2 separate regions of the Callithrix jacchus genome follow, and region 2 is linked to region 1. Evidence: chromatin contacts called from public Hi-C data. All regions are on one chromosome and are shown on one strand. Each heading gives the region's core, a stretch centred on a gene start, on an enhancer-like site or on the middle of the called end of the contact. The rest is flanking DNA. Distances are from core to core; before and after follow the strand shown.

The links. A called contact is a pair of places that touch in the nucleus more often than the background predicts.
Region 2: a contact with region 1 is called in a Hi-C map of skeletal muscle, with 3 times the contacts expected there. The contact joins the promoter of COX15 here to the promoter of GOT1 in region 1. A contact is called at or near these places in 2 of 3 Hi-C or Micro-C datasets (both in skeletal muscle).

What each region holds. Positions count from the first base shown.
Region 1 is chr12:92,384,988-92,387,687 of calJac240_pri, forward strand. GOT1 (glutamic-oxaloacetic transaminase 1) reads right to left here and starts at 1,297. Exons shown (of 9, transcript XM_002756511.6): 1 at 1,121-1,297. The coding sequence starts at 1,238. It overlaps LOC128929323, which reads left to right and starts at 1,363. Exons shown (of 4, transcript XM_078346860.1): 1 at 1,363-1,406; 2 at 1,551-1,918. The coding sequence starts at 1,363.
Region 2 is chr12:92,678,597-92,681,296 of calJac240_pri, forward strand. COX15 (cytochrome c oxidase assembly factor COX15) reads right to left here and starts at 1,264. Exons shown (of 9, transcript XM_054243235.2): 1 at 1,097-1,264. The coding sequence starts at 1,186. It overlaps CUTC (cutC copper transporter), which reads left to right and starts at 1,373. Exons shown (of 8, transcript XR_001914959.4): 1 at 1,373-1,548.

The DNA of each region.
Region 1 (2,700 bases), core at 47-2,546:
CATCACTTTTTAATAGATTTTTCCTTATCCTTCCCCATACTCCTTAGTGGAGACCTTTTTCTTTTTTCTTAACAAATGCTATGCACTGACAAAACATTATCTATGAGAAACCTGATACTGAATGTCCTTCATGTCACACTCTGCTACAAAATGATTCCATCTTCTCTTTCCACAATTTCTAGACCTTTTATTCTAAGTCTGTTCCCCAGCATAAGACTTGATCTTTCATGTCTCTGGCTGATCTTTGAACGTGGCAGTATCCAAATGCAGAAAGTGTCTATGGGGCTTCAAACATCCAAATGACACTGAGAGGAATAATAAATTCATCAGAGAGGGTTGGGGTGAAAGAAATTTAAGAGGCACTCCAATACAAATCTCATTCTTATCAGAAGGGGAAACTGAGGCACATGCTCTGAGCTGTACAAGGTCCAGATGGGAATCACTTCAATCAAGAAATGAAGACAGGATGTGTGGAAAGTAAGCTTCTACTATCCGTATTTCTCTCCACTCCTTTCCACCATCTCTACCCTTTCCTACCACATCTGTGAGGGCCAGAACCATCTTCCCAGACCCGCCCGCGCCCACACGCCGGGGGCAGCATTAACCTGTCTCAAAGCATTGTGTAACACCAGCAGATTTTTTAATCCTTAAGGGCAAAATCAAGCCTCAGTCTCCTCCGACCAAAGCTTAATAAGGTACCTGATTGATACTCTGTGGTCACTCAAATATTTACCGACCCAGAACAGAACTTCCTTTCCCAGCAACCAGAACCCTAAACCTATCCGCCTTCTTATTTTTCTCCCTTTCTCTACAAGCTCCGGCAGCCCCATTTATATAGTATAAAGAACACAGAATGGGAAATCAGAAAGACTGAGTTTGTGTCTTGGCTGCTACCCTGGTTTGTGCGGCCTTGGACACATCTCCTCTTTCCAGGGACTCCACACCCACATCTATAAAATGGGTAGGTTTTAGGAAGCCTTTGTGGATCCTCCCTCCTCTCCTGCACCGCCCTCTCTAGGCAGCGCCACGCTGGCCTCAGCTTCTCCCCCAGTCTCCACGACCCTCGTAGGGTCCGCTCCACTTCCCGAGCTCCTCACACTCCAGGGCACTGCGTCCTTACCTCCCACTCCCAGGTTGACCTTGCGGGGGTCCGGATCCTCCCGGAAGTCGGCAGTGAGCTTGAAGACCAGGACAGGCTGGGCCTGCGGAACCTCGGCAAAGACTGATGGAGACGCCATATCGAGAGAGCAGAAATCGAGAGGTTTCACCGCGCACCCAAAGCTGCCAGGTCAGGTCTGGCCTCTGCGACTGGAGGAGACTCTCACCTTCACCTAGCCGGCGGGGGCGGGCCCGCGGCCTCCAATGGTCGAGCCGCGTCCAGAGCTTGGCAACGCGATTAACCAATCGTCAGCTTCTGACGAAGAAAAGACAGGAGGGAGGGAAAGCTATTAGCCAATCCAAGGAAATAATCTTATCGGCGGCCGTGAAGGATGCAACCAATGCAATTTACACCGGCTGCGGCGTGGGCGGGGACTACGATTGATTGGCAGGGTGTTCTCCTATCGCAGAGGCTATTATTCCTTGGGTCTGCCGACTGAGGGGAGGAGCCGAACGAGCCGGGGTAGTCCCAGAGAGGCCGCCTCTTTGACCTTCGAGGGTCCGGAGGATTCAGGGAGGTGGCCGGAGGCGGTTCCCGAGGACAGGTCTTCGTGTTCCTGCCGAGCAGTTGACGCTGCCAGGCTCGACCTGGCGGCCCCGGGCTGGCAGCCAAATCCCCAGCGTCTGTGCTCGGGACGCGAGTGTTCGGCCGGGACGTGCAGCTCCGGAGCCCGCGCTGGCGACCTTGACCACCTTGGTCGGCTGTTTCCCCCGGAGGGAAATGTGGCTGTGCTGCCAGCCTTGGTCTCTGGCAGGGAAGGTCCTACCAACAGGGAGGGGTGCCCACGAGTTCCTTTCTGCCGCTCTTCTATTAATAGTTTGAGATTTTCCTTCCCGGTTCCTTGCAGAGAGGCCTGGTGCTTAAGGACCTTTGGGATCTGGGCGCTGCGTCCCTTCCCAGCTTCTTCCTGCTCGCAGCGGACCAGATCTTGCTGTGGGCAGCTGGCTGGTACCCAAAGTGCCTCTTCGTCAGGCGGTTCCTTCCCCGTTAGAGTCCTTCCTCCCCAGAACCCTTCTCCATCTGTTGACCTTCAAGATCCAGAGCGAATGCCACTTCATCCATGAAGCCTTCCCTTAACCCTTATTCTGGTCAAAATGTCTCTTTTCTGTGCTTCTGTATTTTAACAATGTTAGAAAATGTCTTTGTGGTTAAGAACCTAGCTCCAGGAGCAGACTATCTAGGTTTAGATTCTGGCTGCCGCTTACGAACTTGGACAGGTTTAGTCACGTTATGTTAACCTCTCCCTGGAGGTTCCTGCTCTGTGGAAGTAACAGTATGTCCTCAGGGTTGTTGTGAGGATTTTGTGAGTTAATACATAGACGAAGTGGTTAGTTGCATATTAGAAGCACTCTCTAAATGTCAGCTATTGTTGTCATTGCATATCTGCCACATCCTTCATAGATAGCGAACTATTTTTTTTTTTAACTTTTAGGTTCAGGGGTGCATGTACAGATTTGTTTTATAGGTAAATTGCATATCATGGTGGGGGAGGGGTTGGCATACAAATTATTTTGTCACCCAGATAGTAAGTATAGTACTTG
Region 2 (2,700 bases), core at 14-2,513, 290 kb after region 1:
CAGCCTGGGTGACACTGTTAGACTCTGTCTCAAAAAAAAAAAAAAAATTAGGCACAGTGGCACATACTTGTAGTCTTAACTATTTAAGAGACTGAGGCAACAGGATGGCTTGAGACCAGAAGTTCCAAGTTGGAGGCTGCAGTGAGTTATGATCATGCCACTGCACTCCAGCCTGGGTGACAAAGTAAAACCATGTCTCTAAAAAAGAAATTTAGAGAAAAAGATTTTTTTTTAAAAAAAGGTACACTTGGAAGGGCAGCTCCATTATAATCTTATGGGACAACCACTATATCTGTGGCTGTTGCTGATCAAAATGTTATTATGCAGCACATGACTTTGCAGCACATCTGTCTGTATCTCCCACTAAACTATGAGCTTTGGGATGGCAGTGTCTTGTCAGTCTTGCTCTTTCTCTCTCCTGCTACTTTGTTTCTAACATCATTTGTTTATATAATGAGACCATGATAAGGATTTCATAACTGAATAAACGGTGACTTCCTCCAGGGCAGGAGTCTTGTAATATTTATCTTTCTTTTTCCAGTACCTAATATATAATAATAACCACTCAATAATTACTAGTTAAGCAAGATACATGCCCTCTTCTGACTATACCCCTACAAGTCCAAAGATCCATGCTCGGTTTCCTAGTTCTGATTAAATGGTCACCTTTAGAAAAGTTAACTTTAGGCCTCAATTTCCTTCTCTATAGAATGCAGTTATACTTCCTCACCTGACTACTTGGAACTTTTTAAGCAAAAATAAACTATACGGGTAAAAATTACTCAGCTTTTACCATGTGCTAAAGGTCTGATGTATATTAAAGAATGTAATCCCCATAACAAACCTTAAAGTAGTATTGTTATCCCCATTTTACAGAGAAGGAAATTGAAGAACAAAGTTTAAATCACTTGGCCAATACCACACAGCAGGTCAATGGTCCAGTTCTGAACCTAGGGGCTCTGAACACAAGGAAATGAGTTGTGAGTACACTGTAAGGAGCTCCGGAAACGTGATGTGGGGGCTCTCCATTATCTTTATCCTGGCCCTTGCACTCCATCCCCGCTCCCGCGACTCGGAGTCTGCTGCAGTGCTGTACCTGTGCTCGAGGCGCCGCCCTACGAGCCAGGAGCCGCAGATACTGCCTCCCCATCAAGGCTTTCAAGGGCGGAAAGAGCAATCGCTGCATACTGACGACAGTGCACGGCCACCTCTTCCGCAACCCAGGGATCCACCGTCTCCTTTCTCCGCCACGGATAAGAGAAGCACTTCCGGGTCGGATAGCGGGAGCCCTGCCTTCTCCGGGACTGGGGCAAACAGTAACTGCGTCTGCGCTCCGCGACTCGGCTTTCGCGGGGGCTGCTGGGGCGTAGGCGTCGGGGCCGCGCGCAGAGTAGCGCGCAGCTGTTGACGCGCTTCTCTGCTCCTGCGCTCCGGAGCCCAAACTCCTAGTGCAAACTGCAGGCGCACGAAGGAGGAACGCGTGGAGTATGAAGAGGCAGGGGGCCTCCTCTGAGCGGAAACGGGCGCGGATACCGTCCGGGAAGGCCGGTGCGGATGGTGGCGGGGGAGGGGATGGTCGGCCGACTCGGCTCCCCGGGACGGGCTGGCGGGAGTGGTGGTCAGTGGTGATTTGCCCTGGAGTCGTTTCCTCAGCTCCTTCTAATCCCGTGGGCGGCACCTTCTATCTTTGAGGCTTTAAAGATGTGAAAACCGAGGGCGTGACGAGGTGCAGGTAGCGAGAATGGCTCAGCCGTGAAGCCATGGTTCGAGTTCCAGGGTCCCGACTTAACGGCCGTGCGACCTTGTGCGAGTTGGTTAACTTCAGCTTCATGTTTTTTCTGTCACCACTCGAGGATGCCAGTATCCATCCCCTCACCTGGCACCAGCAGCCGGTACCCCGCTGGGATGGTTAATTGTCGAGCGTGGAGCCCAGTTCCTAACCTGCAGTTACCTGTAGTTGCCACGGCAGAGACCGGGCTTATCCCCAAAACCACGCAGCTACCAAGTGGCCGAGCTTGTGGCTGCTCCAAGTCCCGAGTTCTTCCTTGGTGCCAGAGAATTTGGCAAGTCCCTCCTCTTCCTCTGTGAACTCTTGGATCCTCCAAACTTTTATCTCAGTACTCCTTTACCTTCCTAAAAGTTATCGAGATCCTCACAGATCTTTTCTTTATATGGATTACATCTATCGATTTTGACTGTATTAGAAATTAAAACAAATTTTTCTTTAGGAGGCTAAGGTGGGCGTATCACCTGAACTCAGGAGTTCGAGACCAGCCTGGCCAACATGGTGAAACCCGTCTCTACTAAACGTGTAAAAATTAGCGGGGTGTGGTAGCACATGCCTGTAATCCCAGCTACTCGGGAGGCTGAGGCAGGACAATCACTTAAACCCAGGAGGCAGAGCCGAGATCGTACCACTGCACTCCAGCCTGGATGACAGAGCAAGACTCCGTCTCAAAAAAATAAATAAAATTTTAAAATATTGATTGATTAGAAAATAACCATAGTAAACCCATTACATGTTGACATAACATTTTTTATGAAAAAGAAATGTTCCTAAACAACAAAATAGCAAAAGAATGGCAAATTTTATATTTTTGCAAGTTTCTTCAATATGTTTTATTGGAAGACAGCTGGATTCTCATACCCGTTGCTTGTTTCAGTCTAACGTGTCAAGTAGCCTCTTGAAAACGCCTCTTC